2 separate regions of the Mus musculus genome follow, and region 2 is linked to region 1. The links are chromatin contacts, called in public HiChIP or PLAC-seq maps. All regions are on one chromosome and are shown on one strand. Each heading gives the region's core, a stretch centred on a gene start, on an enhancer-like site or on the middle of the called end of the contact. The rest is flanking DNA. Distances are from core to core; before and after follow the strand shown.

Region 1 (3,078 bases), core at 277-2,776:
CCTTGAGGCTCCCTCTGATTTCATTCTCAGCCCCTGGGCAAGACTTTTCCCCTTTGCTAGGCCTTAGCCTCTGTTTCTGTAAAAGGTGGGGGATTGGATAGAAACTCTTCAAGCTATTGAAACTTCCTCTCTGTGCCCAGCAGCTGTCGAGGGAAGAAATCCAGAAAGAGGAAATGACTTGCCCAAAGCCACCAGCTAACTCCTCTGGCCTGTCTTATTCTGCAGTGTCTTGTCTGTCTTCGGAGCAGAAGGTTTTCATCTGACTTGACACTGCCTGGTGCTGTGGCCCCCGGAGCCCCTGAGAGCTCCTCCAGCTTGACCCATGCAAACAGGTGAGCTACAGGAGCAGGAGTGACTCGGTCCCCAGCACTTGCTGCTCTTCCAGAGGGCCTGGGTTTAGTTCTCAGCACCTAGATCTATTGGCTCACTGCTTGCAACTCTGGCTCCAGGGTTCCAAAGTCCCTTTCCCAGCCTCTGCTCTTCCTCTGTCCCACCCTTATACACATTAATACATAAAGATAAAACTTGTGAGACAGGAACGATTGTTGTCCAAAGTGAGGTGAGATTAAGATTAGTCTAAAGATTAAGTGAGATATCACTATGTACCCACACTGTCCACTCCCTATAGGCCAGTCACTGTCGGGGACTTCAGGGTAGTTGTGGGAGGAATGCCTGAGTGTTCCCCACTGCTCAGGGTAGAAACTTAGGCTCACTGTAAATCTGTCAAATTTACAACATCTAGAGTTGGACTTGTGGCTATCATCGTAGGCTGTGTGTACCTCCCTCTGGGTTACTACACAGAGTCCTTCCTCCACGATGCCACCCTTGCCTCTTCCACAGCTACACGCAGCTTTCCTCCCCCTAGGCCAGGACACCTCCACCTCTTTCTCCCCCACTCCCATAGTGTTTTCGACCCAGCTCGTCGCCGGCGCTCCATCCCCCTTTACCCTGGTTTGACTTGGACTGGCCTTCGCCTCACAGAGTGCCCAGAAGCTTGCAGTGCCTCCGTGGGTGTGCGGCCCCGAGGGCGGGAAGGCCCCTCAGGAAATGGGCGTGGGCGGGGTCGAGGCCATAGAGGCCAGGCAGGCTTGGCCGATTGTGACCACAGGTGCTATGGCAACCCGGTCACATGACTCGGCCGGCCGCCCAAACCAGGAGACCCGCCCAGTTTCCCCCCACCCCCACCCCCATATGATCTGGGCGCATATGACTTTTCCTCCTGTAGAAACCGGTCCCACGTCTGCCCCAGCGTCTTTCATTTAAAGATGGGGAAACTGAGATCCAGGGAGCAGGGTCAGCTTCCAGCGCCCAGATCCGCACAGTTGGCTACACCAGAAGCAGGATTTATTCTGTCATCCGATCCCCCATTGCTCTGTAGCTCCACAGGCGTTCTGGGGTTTGCTTTGTGGCCCTGGGGAGGGAGAGCCGACTGCAGATCAGGACCTCGGTGGATGGAATCCGGGACCAGGACTCGCCCCAGCTGAGGCGCTCACCGATGACGCATAGCTTGGCGTCCCAGCAACGCCGTTACTAAGGAGCGGAGCGCTGTCGGAAACATGGATGCAACCACAGCCCCTCATCGCATTCCCCCGGAAATGCCTCAGTACGGGGAAGACTACTACATTTTCGAGATGATGCAGGTGATCAGGCGCCCGAGGATAGGGAATACGGCTACCGGGCCGGGCCGGCAGCATGGTCTGGGGGGAAATCCCTTTCCTCAGTTTCCCCACCTGTGAAATGGCGCAGTAGTCTCCAGGGCCTCTTCTGGCATTGTATGGGAAACCTCAGCCGGTTCCTGAGCCCTGAGTCTTACCTAAGCTGGGCCTTGGAAGCCCTAACAAGCTAGGCTCACCCACCTCACTCCAAGACCAGTTAAAGAGATAAGCAACAGAAAAAAAGAAAAAGTCAGAGAAAGGCTTATTTCCTGTGACCACAATGGAAGGAGGAACACGTTCAAGAAGTTCAGTGACCTGCTTCCCGGGGCTAGTTTTGGGGTCCACACAAGTCTAGTGTGATCCCGCACCTCACTGACCCATATCTGTCTCCGTTCCACTCCCTCCTGCAAGGTGGTCTGACAAGTTGGAGGAAAACTTCCCAGGAGACCCGCCCCTCTGGCTGGTGCCAGCCTTTTCCTTCTCCTGGCATGAGGTTCCTGGGAAATTCCAGTTCCCAGGACCAAACCGATTGTCTCAGCCGTCAGGCAAAAGACACATGTGTTTTGTCTCATGAGGGTGTCTTTGACCCTGTTAGGACAAGTAGGGGACCGTATAAGTTTTAGATGGCATCCCTATCCAGGTGGTCTCCTCTGGGGCAGCATATTTTCTACATAGCCTCTATCCTCAGAATTGGCCTTTTGAAAGCCCTCGTCCCTCATCCCTTATACTAGCTCCCAGCTTGTCCTGGTTCCCAGGCAACTGTGGCCTTCAGCCAAACCATATCCCCATCTATGTGTGCTCCAGTTTTTGACTTGTGCTCTCCAGAGGTGAAAGTGACTTTTAGGGGCTGGACCGATGAGCTGTCTAACAGTCAGTGATTCTGGGGGCCGCAGGCAAACTAGAGCTCAGTTTCTAGTACCCTATACTGCAAGCCTAGCATGCACACGCGCACACGTGCGCACACACACACACACACACACACACACAGACAGAGAGAGAGAGAGAAGGAGGGGGACACCGTGCTGGCACATGAGCCCAGGCCAAGGAGCCTGAGTCTACTGAGCAAGCTCCTTTGGAAAGTGTTAATGGAGGGGAGACCAAGGAGTGGCCAGCCACAAATAAAACAGCAAATCTGGGGGCACGAGAGGGGTGATATATGATCCTGGCCTGCTTTCTTGTTGGATTGGTGGGGCGATAACCAGAATACTTTATCTTATTATCATTTATTTTCAAATAATCTTAGACTTGGGAAGTTATAAAAATGGCGTTCACCTCTTGTCTAGCTTAGGCCGTGTAACCTTGGTCTTCTCAAAGCCGTGAAGCAGAAGTGGGTGCAGTGCTTGAGCCTCCACTGCAGGCTTCTCCTGGATCTCACCCCCTTTCACCTGCTCTTGGGTTTCTGTGGTGGTGTGTACAGCTCTGT
Region 2 (3,078 bases), core at 279-2,778, 380 kb after region 1:
TTTTCAGTCTGTTTGAGCTATTCCCATGGTTTTCTGGAAAGCACCTGATTTATCATCCCTTTTTAATGTGCCTGAAAGCAAATAGATGAACAACTATGATACCAGGTCATCCTTTTATGCCTGCAGCTAGAAACCAAGGTGCTTGGAGTAAGGCAGAAACCCAGAGGCTAATCAAGGCTGTGGAGGACGTGATCCTAAAGAAGATGTCTCCCCAGGAGTTAAGAGAACTGGATTCTAAACTCCAGGAAGACCCTGAGGGTCGCCTGTCAATTGTCCGGGAAAAACTCTACAAGGGCATATCTTGGGTGGAGGTGGAAGCTAGAGTGGAGACCCGGAACTGGATGCAGTGCAAAAGTAAGTGGTAAGTGTGAGGCTTCCTGTGTACGCCCAGTAGGGCTCTCATTTGTATGGCCTGGGCAAGAAGTGCAGTATCAGGAACACTCCAGCACCCCCTGCACCTCCTTCTCCTAATGTGCCTTGATTGACAGTGTGCGGTGTGCAGTAGCTTCTGTGCTCGGGTTTATTTCTTCCTCCTTTGGAACTTAAAGACTGGCTTGGTGGTGCACACCTGTGAATCCAGTATGCAAGAGGTTGAGGCAAGAGGATCGCAAGCTCAGGACCAGCCTGAGTAGTAGACTAGCTGGACGTGTGACTCTTGACTACATCTTTCTACAGCTTGAGGTTGGCAGGTAGAATTTTTTTTTTTAAATTAAAACAGCTTCTCCATACCTTATAGTGTGCTGAATAGCAACCCAGAAGTTAGAGTCTGCAAGACTGAAGCAAATGACAGAAATTGAGAAAGAAACCCAAGGACGTTAGTGCCTTGTGTCTGTACAGTTGTAGATCAGCAGCTGCTCTGGGCTCCACTGCAACGCAGTAGTTGTAGTCATACTCTGAGCTAGGTAGGCAGGTTCTGTTCCTCTGTCTGCATATTCCTTACCTGCTCTCACTTTCCAAAGTCCTGGAGGATTGAGCCTGCACGTCCAGCTACAGCTTGACTGAAGCAGTGGTTCCTCATGGTCTGGCCCACACTGTCCACAACACTCCATGATCTCACTGACCAAGCCAGCTCAGTCAGCCAACAGGTTTTCCAGGGAGGGATCGAGGATTAAAAAGAAAGAAATAGACAACACTATTGCATGACCCCAGCCACTTCTGAGGCTGAAGGGGCTTATTTTTTCTCAGTCTGATTTTATACCACTTTAAGTACATGCAAAATGATATCAGTTCTGGGACAAGGAACAAGCAAGGCAATAAACAAAATCCCAGAAACACTATTTCTAGGAGCTACTCGGGATGACCAAGACAAAAGGAATGCCATGCGTGCCTCAGCTGAGCCCACTCTGAGCTTTGCATTAACTCAAATGTAAATATTCTTAATCTGAGCCTATTTCCTGAGTCCCAGCCCAAAGTCCGATTCCCACCGAGTTTTTTTTTTTTTTTTTTTTTTGTCCTGGCCCAATGTCAAATTCCCGCCAAGTTTCTAGAAGTGGCCCCAGAAGCTCTCCACACCTTCCAAATGAGGGTAAAATCCATTACAGTAAATACTTTACATTAAAAGTAGACTGTGCCGAGCCGGGTGTAGTGGCGCACGCCTTTAATCCCAGCACTTGGGAGGCAGAGGCAGGCGGATTTCTGAGTTCGAGGCCAGCCTGGTCTACAAAGTGAGTTCCAGGACAGCCAGGGCAATACAGAGAAACCCTGTCTCGGAAAAAAAAAAAAAAAAGACCATGCATCACACTGTCCACACAACTTTCAACTCTGCTTGGGATATTGGGTGCTTTGTTTGAGTTTTATTCTGGGGATCAAACACAAGCTACAAAAGCACTCCAGCACTAAGCCAAGCTCCCAGTCCAGTGTGTGTTTATCAGAAATTCCAGAGAACAGCTAGTGTTGGAAGTATGTAAAGTATGGAGGAACTGGAACCCTTTCTTCTCGTATTTTAGGGTGAAGAGGGGAGTAGACTGGGCCTCAGCTGGAGGCTGATGGGTCAGTGTTGGAAGGGGAATGATGGAGGTCTGACTGTGCTGCTGCAGAACCAGCATGAGATGGGCAGGGTGTGTTCAGTATGAAGAGAGAAAAGGGCACCTCAGCCCCCAAAATGAGCTCAGGCCCAGCCTCTAAGTAGAGCTTGGGAAGAGCAGTGTGGGTTAGCTCTCGTGTGTGTGTGTGTGTGTGTGTGTGTGTGTGTGTGTGTGTGTTATGCATGACAGTACAATCCTGCCATCCCATCACTAAGGAGGCTGAAGGCAAAGGGCCTTTTAAGGGCAGAGGGCCTTTCAAGGCCAAGACGGACCCACAGAGGAAGACATTGATTGAAAACCAGAAGGCAAGGAGGGGAGAGGGAAGGTGAGGGAAAGTGTGTCGGTAGAAGTGATCTGTCAGGCTGCTACTGAGCTGTGCTCTTTGAGAGCACTCCTGTTCTGTATTCTGACTGTCAGTGCTCAATGGGACACAGACTGGCAACCCAAACTCCAGCCCCAAGCTGCAGGCTCCAGGAGTCAGCATGTGAGTTCTCAGCAAACTTGGCATTGGTGTTCAGAAGCTAGCAATGGGAGCAAGAAAGCCACCTGTTTTGTTATTTGTTTGTTTTTAGATTTATTTATTATTTGTATGTTTGAGTGCTTTGCCTGCGTATATGTCTGTGTACCACATGCATGCTTGGTGCCCTCTAAGGGCATAAGAGGGCACTGGAGTTCCTAAAACTAAAGTTACAGTTGTTTAATTGCAGGCTTTTCCACCTGTGCCCCAGTTCTAAAATAAGAGCTCTGAGATGTAATTATATACGACTAGATGTTGAGGCCATAAGCTTGGGCTTCTTCCCCAACTAACTCATAGCTTAGTTAACCTGCTTAGTCTATTCTGTGAGTGCCACATGGCTGGTTACCTCTTCTCAGTTTTCCTAAGCATTTGGGGTAAATCTCTTCCCACCTGCCTTAGTCAGGGTTTCTATTCCTGCACAAACATCATGACCAAGAAGCAAGTTGGGGAGGAAAGGGTTTATTCGGCTTACACTTCCATGCTGCTGTTCATCACCAAAGGAAGTCAGGACTGGAACTCAAAAAGGTCAGGGAGCAG

The links. HiChIP or PLAC-seq counts read pairs in DNA pulled down with a chosen protein or histone mark.
Region 2: an H3K4me3 HiChIP or PLAC-seq map of embryonic stem cells shows a contact between it and region 1, with 9 read pairs. The contact joins the enhancer-like site here to the promoter of Ak8 in region 1. A contact is called at or near these places in 8 of 39 promoter capture datasets (the 3T3-L1 cell line, the C10 cell line, cranial neural crest and 5 more), 3 of 484 Hi-C or Micro-C datasets (DN3 thymocytes, the G1E-ER4 cell line and bone marrow-derived macrophages), 12 of 115 datasets of contacts at active chromatin or transcription factors (bone marrow-derived macrophages, embryonic basal ganglia, embryonic forebrain and 8 more) and 4 of 9 other capture datasets (adipose tissue, liver, macrophages and 1 more).

Annotation. Positions count from the first base shown.
Region 1 is chr2:28,698,635-28,701,712 of GRCm38.p6, forward strand. Ak8 (adenylate kinase 8) reads left to right here and starts at 1,527. Exons shown (of 13, transcript NM_001033874.2): 1 at 1,527-1,640. The coding sequence starts at 1,557. Spaca9 (sperm acrosome associated 9) reads right to left here and starts at 1,017. Exons shown (of 5, transcript NM_027283.1): 1 at 948-1,017.
Region 2 is chr2:29,074,448-29,077,525 of GRCm38.p6, forward strand. Ttf1 (transcription termination factor, RNA polymerase I) reads left to right here. Exons shown (of 12, transcript NM_009442.2): 7 at 127-361. Among named protein-coding and RNA genes, the nearest start is that of Ttf1, 16 kb to the left of the region's middle. Within about 2 kb of position 1,529, at least 12 of the 459 cell types and tissues checked have an H3K27ac peak or open chromatin away from gene starts, as enhancers often do. A contact at or near this core is called in embryonic stem cells, where this site is marked.